2 separate regions of the Sus scrofa genome follow, and region 1 is linked to region 2. Evidence: chromatin contacts called from public HiChIP or PLAC-seq data. All regions are on one chromosome and are shown on one strand. The core of a region is the stretch at or near the end of the contact, and the rest is flanking DNA. Distances in the headings are between cores, read along the strand shown.

Region 1 (5,200 bases), core at 75-2,574, 39 kb after region 2:
TTAATTTTTTTTTTTTTTAATTTTCCCACTGTACAGCAAGGGGGTCAGGTTATCCTTACATGTATACATTACAATTACATTTTTTCCCCCACCCTTTCTTCTGTTGCAACGTGAGTATCTAGACAAAGTTCTCAATGCTATTCAGCAGGAGGATGTATCTTTCTGATCTTTCTTTGTGTACCTAACAATACACAGCAAATGTGCCAGAAGAAAGTTTGTTAAATGAATTCATACATCCAGGTGCTGAATGAAATAAATAATAGCAGGAAGGAAAAAATAGATAAAAATTAAAGGCAGCTTGGTTTTGAAGCTGGAAGTTAGGAAAATTTATTAGTTTCAGAAGTCTCAACAATCTGGGATAGAAGAGTACATTAAGGAAGTGGAAAAGGATTTCATGTGAATCTAGGAAATTACTCACTGGTGTAGTTTTTCTTTACCAGGTAAAAGAGAACAGAAGGGTAGGATCTAAAAACTAGCTCTTTCTTAAGTCGTCTTGGCGGAATCGGTGTTGGCAGTGAGTAGTTAAAAGAACGAATGAGGTATGGCTTAAAAGTTTGATGACAGCATATTTCCTAGAGGTTAGAAAGTGTTTATTTTAACCCTGTTTTTGAGTGGTGAAGACTACTTTAGGGGTCATATTATACATCTTGTTATTGTCCTTATTGCTGAGCCACTGAAACCTGGAATCTGGCTCACAAAGTATGATATCAGTTTCCTTTTCTTGGTGGAGTTGGTGTGTGTGGTCTTTCATCTTTTAGGAACTATATAATTCTAATAATTCCTAGTTTCAGATGGGTAAGGAGAGTTCTAAACAATGCCTGCGGTACAGTTTCGGGGGTTCATAAACATGTGCCTACACATAGAAGTGCCTTCTTGTGTCTGCCTTGGTGATCACCGCATATAGGGAGTATTTACATGGTGGGTGACTGGGCTCAGAAGCCAGCCTCTCCCAGTTCACATCCTGAATTGCCACTAGCTAGCTCCACAGCCTTGGGTAAGTTTCTTAACCTCTTTGTGATGGTTTCTTTGTAAAATGGGGACAGTGAAACATCTGCCATTGAGTGGTTGGGAGGATTAAATGGGTTAATGCTCGGAAAGTACTTAGAGCTCAGAGTAAGTGCTCCATGAATGCTGACTGTTCTTTAAATCTCCATAGGTAGCGCCTTTTGTTTAGAAGCCTACTTCTTTCTTTGCTTAGGTTACCATTTGTGTGGGGGGAGATGTTCTTTCTGGAACTATGTCTTCTTGTCACATGATTATGTGCAGTGTGCGCCTTATTAATACTCTGTCAGCATTTGAGGTTGGAACATAAGTGTGGCCATACCCTGTGGAATCCAGCCAGAGAGAACTAAGCACCGTAGCAACTGTTGCTATTTGTGTCCTGAGCAGCAGCTGCCCGGGACAGATTTATTTTTTAATCCTGATCTCACTGATAGCCTGGGACGTGGTCTTGGCCTTAGAGAAGTGGATTGGTTGAGATGCATGGTCTTTGAGAAGATTTCATGACCACATGTTTTAAAGATCCTATTCCATGTGAAATATGAAGTGCTAAAGCTTCATGTGGGTGAGGGAGGAAGGGAAGCCAGGCCCCAGCTTTCAGTCAGTCCCTGAAGTATGTGACTGGATTAATCACACCACAGATCACTTCTAATATGGGCGACGAGACTTCGTACTTTTCAGTCAAAAGCAATTTTACTGTTTATGAGCTTCTGCAGATGATTTAGAGGTCTGTGATTCTAGTGTGTACACACATCCATGTATGTACACATGTGTGTATATATATATATATGTAATAACTTATCTATTAGTTATTATCAGCTGTGGACTTCAGAAATAAAAATAAAACTTTCCAATGAAGCATTCTTAAGTAGGTAAAAGGAGTTTGTTTCACATAGTGTTTGGATAAATTGAATAATTTTCTGATTTTTATTTCTGGTGTCTTGAAATATTTCTGGCCTTATGAAGTATCTTGAAATAGTAACATGGCCCATTTCTAAATTTGGTCTGCTAACTTACCTAAGATTCAGTCTCAAAGTATTTCCTGAGCACCTACTATGTACCAGGCTCTGTTGTAAATCCTGACAACATCTAGTGAATGTTGTTGGTCTCATTCTTTTCAAGTTCAATATATAGGTCCTACCTATTAAAAATGTGATTGTTCTGGGGTTTTGGTTGCCCTGTTCAGATTCAGTGGTACAAAATTACTGATTTGGATGTTTTGAGCTTCCAACATAACATCATGTTGAATTAAAGAACATTTAACTGAGTGACTTATGAAATCAAAACATTTTCATCCTTTAGGTATTATTAACCCAAAGAACCCAAAGGAAGCTCCAAAGTCCTTCAGCTTTGACTACTCCTACTGGTCTCACACCTCGGTGAGTGTTCTCACAGAACTGTGTAGTAGAACAGTGTGGGGTTTAAACATTTTGAAAGAGTCTGCGGGTCCACAAGGAAGGCGAAGATCACCAACATCTAGGGAAATGAAGAGTAGGACCCTTCACAGTATACCCTCACCCCAAAGGACCCCAAAATCTTGCTGGCTTCTAGGGATTGTTCCTAGAGTTTGCTTCTGCATCTCTTTGTTATGCTTTTTGTTTTTGTTCTTTTTTTCCCCCTGTTTTGTGTTAGGAGATGTTTTAAACTATTGCAAAGCCTGATTGCCAAGGGAAAGGCCTGTGAAAGGGATTGGAAAACATTCATCACTGAAGACTGTGTTTATTGCGAAAAATAGCCACACCTCGTAGAGCAAATTCAAAGAAATATTTTTATTGGTGGACTTGATCTTTGATCTTCCAGTCCTGTTTTCCACTTAGGAAAATTTTCTTGGAGCTCCCTATGAGTATAAGAGTGATACTTTCAAGGCCATAGAAATGTAATGAAACTACATTAATCACATCAGATAATTTCATGTAGATATTTTTATGTATAGATGACCTGGATGTCTCTAATAGTGCATGTGTGTGTGTGTGTGTTTAATGAGAAAAATATATGTGGGGGGACTTAAATATTTAGTTGATTCTTCTGATTCTAAACACTTTTATTATAGAAGTTTTGAATAAGCATAGGAAGGAGTATGAATAAAACACCACTTCTTTTTCCTCTTGATCTTTATAGCCGGAAGATCCCTGTTTTGCGTCTCAAAATCGGGTCTACAATGACATTGGAAAGGAGATGCTGTTACATGCCTTCGAGGGATATAATGTCTGTATTTTTGCCTATGGGCAGACTGGCGCTGGAAAGTCTTATACAATGATGGGTAAACAAGAAGAAAGCCAGGCTGGCATCATTCCACAGGTAAAAACAAAAAAGAAAACAATGAAAAACATTTGTTCTTACGCTTAGTCCTCGGTTTCTTTCTCAGTTTTTTTTATTTAGCAAACATTTATTCAGGGACTACTGTATGTGAGGCACAAAGATAAAGTACCTATTCCTTTCACATAAAGATAAAGTACCTGTTCCTTTCCGTCAGAGGAGCTATCAGTGTGGTAGACAAGATTGATATGTACTCATGTTTGTCTTTAAAGGTGGGAAAATTGACCTTCTGTAACAGTTCTGCTATATATCCAATGTCATGTTATTTTACCTTCTGAACAATGTTACCAGCATCTTTAAAAAATGAGAGTATGTACCAGTCTCTGTTCTGTATCCTGGGGACACCTAGGGATGTTGTTGATCTGATTTTTTTTCCCACAAGTTCATATATAGATCACCTTTTAACAATGTGATTATTTTGGGTTTTTTTTTTTTTTTTTTGGTCTTTTTGCTATTTCTTGGGCTACTCCCACAGCATATGGAGGTTCCCAGGCTAGGGGTCCAATCGGAGCTGTAGCCCCCGGCCTACGCCAGAGCCACAGCAACATGGGATCCGAGCCGCGTCTGCAACCTACACCACAGCTCATGGCAACGCCATATCGTCAACCCACTGAGCAAGGGCAGGGATCGAACCCGCAACCTCATGGTTCCTAGTCGGATTTGTTAACCACTGAGCCACGATGGGAACTCCTATTTTTGTTTTTTGAATGCCTTTCCTTTTATCTTATTAAATGAACGCTACCACTTTAAGCTTGAACAACCTGAGTTTTTGTTTTGTTTTGTTTTGTTTTGTTTTTTTTAGGGCCTCCCTTGTGGCATATGGAAATGTCCGGGCTAGGAATTGAATTGGAGCTGCAGCTGCCGGCCTACACCACAGCCACAGCAACAGGGATTTGAGCCACAGCAGCTCACGGCAACACTGGATCCTTAACCCACTGAGTGAGGCCAGGGATCAAACCCACCATCCTCATGGATGCTAGTCAGGTTCTTTACCACTGAACCATGATGGGAACTCCCAACCTGAGATTTTTTTTAAAAGAGCGGTTAGTCTTTGTTTTGTTTGAGAATAGAGAAGAGTTGTGACTTAGTCACCTTTAGAAAGAGTGCCCTTTTTTTTTTTGCTTTTTAGGGCTGCATCCTCAGCATATGAAGGTTCCCAGGGTAGGGTTTGAATCGGAGCTACAGCTGCTGGCCTACACCACAGCCACAGCAATGCAGGATCTGAGCTGTAGTTGAGCTACACCATAACTCACAGCAGTGCCAGATCCTTAACCCATTGGGTGATGCCAGGGATCGAACCCGCATCCTCATGGATCCTAGTCAGGTTCATTACCCACTGAGTCATGAGGGGAACTCCTCGAAGGAGTGTCTTTTGCCAATAATAGGAACACAGTTTGCTTTTATTAATGGATATTTGGGATTAATTTTAAAGTGTTCTTTTACTTTAGGCCTGATGTGTGGCCATCGTTATATTCTGAAAATAAAATACCTAAGGTGGTAGTAGCTGCTATTTCAAATGGATTATTGGCTTATAATTTTTAATTCAGCTGTATAATTAAAATGCTTAATTATTAATAAGGATTAGGATATTTTCAGAAAAAAATTAAATGTACTAGCATATTTTTTTTCCTCTAAAAAGTACATGTCTGTATCAAGACATATTTGGAAGAGCTCCCACTGTGGCACAGCAGGATCAGTGGTGTCTTGGGAGCCACTGGGGCACAGGTTCAATCTCTGACCTGGCACAGTGGATTGGCGATACAGTGTTGCTGCAGCTACATCTTAGGTTGCCACTCTGGCTCTGATCTGTTTCCTGGCCAGGGAGCTCCATATGCCACGGGGTGGCCAAAAATGACCAAAAAAAAAAAAAAAAGATTTGGAAATT
Region 2 (5,269 bases), core at 2,701-5,200:
TGCAACAGAATTCTAATTAGTACGATGTTATAGAAAATCTTGCTAACTTATGGGCAAATTCCCACATCTCGTTCTTCAAAATTGCTGTGGATATTCTTAGATTTGTTCTAGCATATGACAATTTTTTTAAATGGACATGGAATAGATTTACCATTTGAATTTTACCATCACCTTGTCAAGTTCCTTGAAAAATCCTGTCGAAATAGTCATCAAAATGACATGGAATTTAGTGATTGGGAAGAACTGCCATTTTCATAATATTTTCTTCCTGCCCCCAAATAAAGAATACCTCTCCATCTATTTAGGTCTTGTTTAATGTGTTTCATCAACACGGTTGTATAACTTTTCCCCGTATGGGTCTTGCTCATCTTTTGTCAACTTATCCTTAAATAATTAATAGTTTCATTGCTATTTTTAATGAGATCTCTTTAAATCACGTTTTCTAGTTGGCTATTCTAACAAAAAGGAATTCTTTGGATTTTTGCACATTGATCTTGTATCCAGAAACCTTACGAGTTGTGGTAGCCTGGCTGCGTACATCCCATTAATACATATTTTGATGTTTTCCCCTGTATTCTAGGGATAACTCTGGGCCATGGTTGAATTCAATTTCCTAGTACTTTACAATTTTTGAGAGGTGTCTTTGTACAAAATCTGTAATCTGATGGAGTTCCCATCATGGCTCAGTGGTTAACGTATCCATGAGGTTATGGGTTCGATCCCTGGCTTCACTCAGTGGGTTAAGGATCTGGCGTTGCCGTGAGCTGTGGTGTAGGTCGCAGCCTTGGCTTGGATTTTGTGTTGCTGTGGCTCTGGTGTAGGCCTGCGGCTACAGCTCTGATTAGACTCCTAGCCTGGGAACCTCCATATGCCATGAGTGTGGCCCTAGAAAAATACAAAAAGACCAAAAAACAAAAACAAAAACAAAAACAAAAAAACAACTGTAATCTGAGAAACTGAAGGGCTCTGCAGAGTGACTTCATCTGTCAGAGGGGTGAATGGCTTAGGTAGAGCCGGCTAGTTTAGTCTTGAAACCAAGACCAGCCTTATTGGCCTCTATTGACCCTTCTCTGTGTGCTTTTGCTTAATTTGTCTAGGGTTGATTACAGCCACATTCCCTTCACTGTTTTATTTATTTATTTTTTATTGAAGTCAGTTGATTTAAAAGATTGGTTTTGTTTGTTTTTTGTCGTTCTTTCTTTTTAGGGCCACACCCTCGGCATGTGGAGGTTCTCAGGCTAGGGGTCCAATCGGAGCTACAGCTGCTGGCCTACTCTAGAGCCACAGCAACGCCAGATCTGAGCTGTGTCTTCGACCTACACCACAGCTCGTGGCAACACTGGATCCTTAACCCACTGAGCAAGGCCAGGGATCGAACCCGCAACCTCATGGTTCCTAGTCAGATTCATTAACCACTGAGCCATGAAGGGAACTCCTAAAAGGTTGTGTTAATTTCTGCTGCACAGCAAAGTGATTCAGTTATACATATACATACACACACATATATATATATATTCCTTTTTAAGAAAATATTCTTTTCCATTAGTTTATCATAGAATATTGGATACAGTTCCCTGTGCTATACAGGAGGACCCTGTGTTTACTTATTCTATGTATAATAGCTTATATTTGCTAACCCCAACCTCCTCCATCCCTCTCCCAACCCCCTCCCCTGTGGCAACCACAAGTCTGATCTCTTTGTCCCTTCTTTCACTGTTTTAGATTCTTTTTAATTTGAGCTCTACTGCGAGCTCAAATAATATTAACTACCATCCAGGTTTTTGTAACTCTCCATGGTGCTTATCAGAGTACTTAATGCAAAGGGATCTTTTTTTAAGAAAAAAGTTGGTGTCCACTGATGAATCGATGAGCTTCTGTTTATTAACACATTATAATTACATTTTTTTCCCCACACCAGTGGTATATGGAAGTTTCCGGGCCAGGGAAGGAACGCCAGCCACAGCAGTGACAATATGGAATCCTTAACCACTAGGTCACCAGGGAACTCCACTGTAATTCATTTTTGTCTTGTCCTTCAGGAAACTAGGAGCTGAGCTTTGTGCTCAGTGGGGGCACCTTGCCTTGACTCTGTTTTGGTTTTTGTGGTTTTTTTTTTTGTCTTTTTACCCTTTCTAGGGCCACTTCTGAGGCATATGGAGGTTCCCAGCCTAGGGGTCCAATTGGAGCTGCAGCCTCCGGCCTACACCAGAGCCACAGCAACACGGGATCCAAGCCGCATCTGCAACCTACACCACAGCTCACGGCAACGCCGGATCCTTAACCCACTGAGCAAGGGCAGGGATCGAACCCGCAACCTCATGGTTCCTAGTCGGCTTCGTTAACCACTGCGCCACGACGGGAACTCCCAACTCTGTTTTTTAATATTACTTTTCTTTCTATGCATTCCCCTTATTCATACAGTCCCCCATATAGCCTTTTATTACTTAAAAATTATTATTAACTTTACTCCTACTTTAATGCTATACAGTTTTATTGCTTGTATGCTTCATTGTAAGCTATGTCAAATCCATCTATGAATAGGTGAAGTTCTTAAATTCTAAATAAGGAGTTCCCAGTGTGGCAAACCGGAAACAAATCTGACTAGGAACCACAAGGTTTCAGGTTTGATCCCTGGCCTCGCTCAGTGAGTTAAGGATCCGGTGTTGCTGTGAACTGTGGTGTAGGTTGCAGACTCAGCTCCTGATCGGCAGTTGCTTTGACTGTGGCATAGGTCGGCAGCTGTAGCTCCGATCCACCCCTAGCCTGGGAACCTCCATATGCCCTGGATGCGGCCCTAAAAAAGCAAAAGAAACCAACACCACCAACAAAAAACCCCCCAAAATTCTAAACGAAACGAGAAATATTCAATAGACGTCGAATGGATGGAAAGTATAAGGACTTAAGCGGGAGTGGAAATTTTCCAAAATCATTAGTGTAAAAAATTAACTTTGATGCTTTAGCGTTTGTACTTATAAACAAGGCTTTTAACATCCAATACTGTATTGAATTCAGGAGGAAAAAATTAAATTTTACTTTCAATTTCTGCTAGTAAATCAAAAAGCATTTCGCCTTATAAACAGTGGTGCTTGGCATGAAAATTGCACAAATTACTGTTGAATTAATATTTTGTTAAGTACTGAATTGGACCTCTCATGAACAGTTGTGGGCTTTTCTTTTGAGCAGAATCTAAATCTGATTTTAAAAAATTGCTACCAGGGTGCTTCTGTTCTTTGGGTTTCTGAATTCCAAAAACCCTCCTTCAAGGGCATCTCCCAGAAGGGAGCTCGGTTGGTTAATTCCGGGGCGATACAAAGCATTTTGTTCCTTTACTCACGGCGCTTACTCGGTCTCCCAAGGAGACAAGTTGAATGCCCACTAAGTCATGCTTTTCCATTACTCATTCTGCCTTTTTTCCCAAGGTGGCGTGTGGGAGGTGTTTGCGGGCTGGATAAGAATAGGCCGGGGAGCTTTCTGCGGGATAATACACTCATCCCTTTGCGTGTTTCACTGCGCAGTGTTCCACGGCTTCAACGGGTGAGATGTTTTCCAAATGGACAATGACTCCAGACTCGGCCGCCTCCCACATTCATCTCTGCTCCCCCGCAGGCGTCTGGCCCCCACAGTCCCGCTCCGCCTCCCTTAGCCTTGCTTTGTCCCCTTACAAGGCGGATCATCGGGTTAGCAGGGCGCGGCTCCCGCCGACTGACGCCCTTCGGGGGTCACCTGGGAGGGGACTGTGGGCGCCGCCTTTGCCCACCCCGCATCCTCGCACCCCCGCACCCGCTCCTGCTTCCGAGCCACTAGGGGGCGTCCTGCGGTCTCCGCCTCTCCCACCGCCTCGCATCTCCGGCTCTCCCTGCGATTGGTCGACGCCCACGTCAGTCGCAGGCGCCGGGGCGGGCCGAGGTGACGCGCGGCGGCCGGGCTCGGGGCGGTGTCCCGCGCCGGCGACTGCGGGCGGAGCTTCGCGAGGACAGACGCGGGGCAGTCGGACGGCGGCGGACCAGGGAGGCGCCAGCGCGAGTCAGAGCCTCTCTCCGCCCGCCGCCGCCGCCGCCGTCGCCACCGCCACCGCCGGCCCGTCTTCGTGTCCCGGTCTCTGCGCTCCCGCCTTCCGGCCGCCGCGGCCCTCGATGCGGGGCTGGTCCGTTGCGTGATGGGGTTGCCGAGCGGCGCCCTGCTGCTCGCGGCGGCCGCTGCTCGCGCTGAGGAGCGTCGGTGCCGGGCTGCCCAAGCCCCCGCGCGCCGCGGCGCCTGCTGACCCGGCCCGTCTGCCCGTCGGTCCGCAGCGCGGCTGAGGTAAGGCGGGCGGCGGTTGACGCTGCGCAGCCGGCCTGAGGAGGGGACCGCCCGGGGGGAGGGGCGGCCGGGCGGGGGGCGGGTGGGGTCCGAGCGGGGGAAGCTCCGGGCCGGAGCGGCCGGTAGTGAGGGCGCTGCCCCAGCGGGGCGCCGGGCGGGGCGGGGCGGGGCGGGGGAGCCTCGCCCTCGGGGATAGAGGGCCGTCCGGGGCCGGCGGCGAGCCCCGGGCTTGGGGCCAGCGGCCTGCTGGGTCCCCCGCAGTGCCCCGCACTAGCCCTCAGCTCCCCCTGAGCCGCGAGGCTCCGGCGGTGCGGAGCGGTCGGGCAGCTGAGCCGCCGCGGGCCGTGCGTTCCCTGGGCCCTCTGCGCACATTGCGGCTCTGCTTGGCTTTGAAGCCCCCCCTGCCTGATTTCCCCCATCCCCGCTTCCCCGTTATGATCGGCATCGGGGCTTCGGCTAGGAATGTGGTTGCGCCCTTTTGCCAGATGAAGGCGGGAGCGGGCGTCGCGTGGGAGGGGGGAGCCGATGGCGCGGGGACCAGAGAGCAGCGCGATGGAAAGGGAGGGGGCTCGCTGGATGCTGGATGCTGGCCAGCGGCGGGCAGGCCGGGGTGGTCTCGGCGTTCGGCGGCCCGGGATTACTCCGGCAGCCATATTGGGAGGATGATCTGACAAATCCTTTAGGAGCCAAGTCCGGTTGCTGGAAGGCACCGAGTGACAGCCCTGGCAGCTTTCAGGGTGACTGGCCGCACCAGAGCCAAGTTGTGGGGGTTGGGAGGCTGCTCCAGCAAGCTAGTCATTGTTCATGCAACACAAAACATCCCAGGCCCTAAAACCCGAATGGTACTCCCAAAACACTTCAACTCCTCGATCAGTTGCTAATTGAACTTCCAAGGTAAAGTGCCTTTAAGATTCCATTCTTGTTGGGGATGAAATGCCGTGTTTTCGTTCATCGTCTGTAGCCAGTGCTA

The links. HiChIP or PLAC-seq counts read pairs in DNA pulled down with a chosen protein or histone mark.
Region 1: a contact with region 2 is called in an H3K27ac HiChIP or PLAC-seq map of skeletal muscle. The contact joins the enhancer-like site here to the promoter of KIF1B in region 2. A contact is called at or near these places in 10 of 47 Hi-C or Micro-C datasets (alveolar macrophages, brain, embryonic fibroblasts and 6 more) and 2 of 2 datasets of contacts at active chromatin or transcription factors (alveolar macrophages and skeletal muscle).

The regions. Positions count from the first base shown.
Region 1 is chr6:70,533,292-70,538,491 of Sscrofa11.1, forward strand. KIF1B (kinesin-like protein KIF1B) reads left to right here. Exons shown (of 46, transcript XM_021095324.1): 3 at 2,302-2,378; 4 at 3,118-3,297. Among named protein-coding and RNA genes, the nearest start is that of KIF1B, 41 kb to the left of the region's middle. Within about 2 kb of position 1,325, at least 31 of the 83 cell types and tissues checked have an H3K27ac peak or open chromatin away from gene starts, as enhancers often do. A contact at or near this core is called in alveolar macrophages, embryonic fibroblasts, retroperitoneal adipose tissue and 2 more, where this site is marked.
Region 2 is chr6:70,491,194-70,496,462 of Sscrofa11.1, forward strand. It overlaps KIF1B (kinesin-like protein KIF1B), which reads left to right and starts at 3,951. Exons shown (of 46, transcript XM_021095324.1): 1 at 3,951-4,299.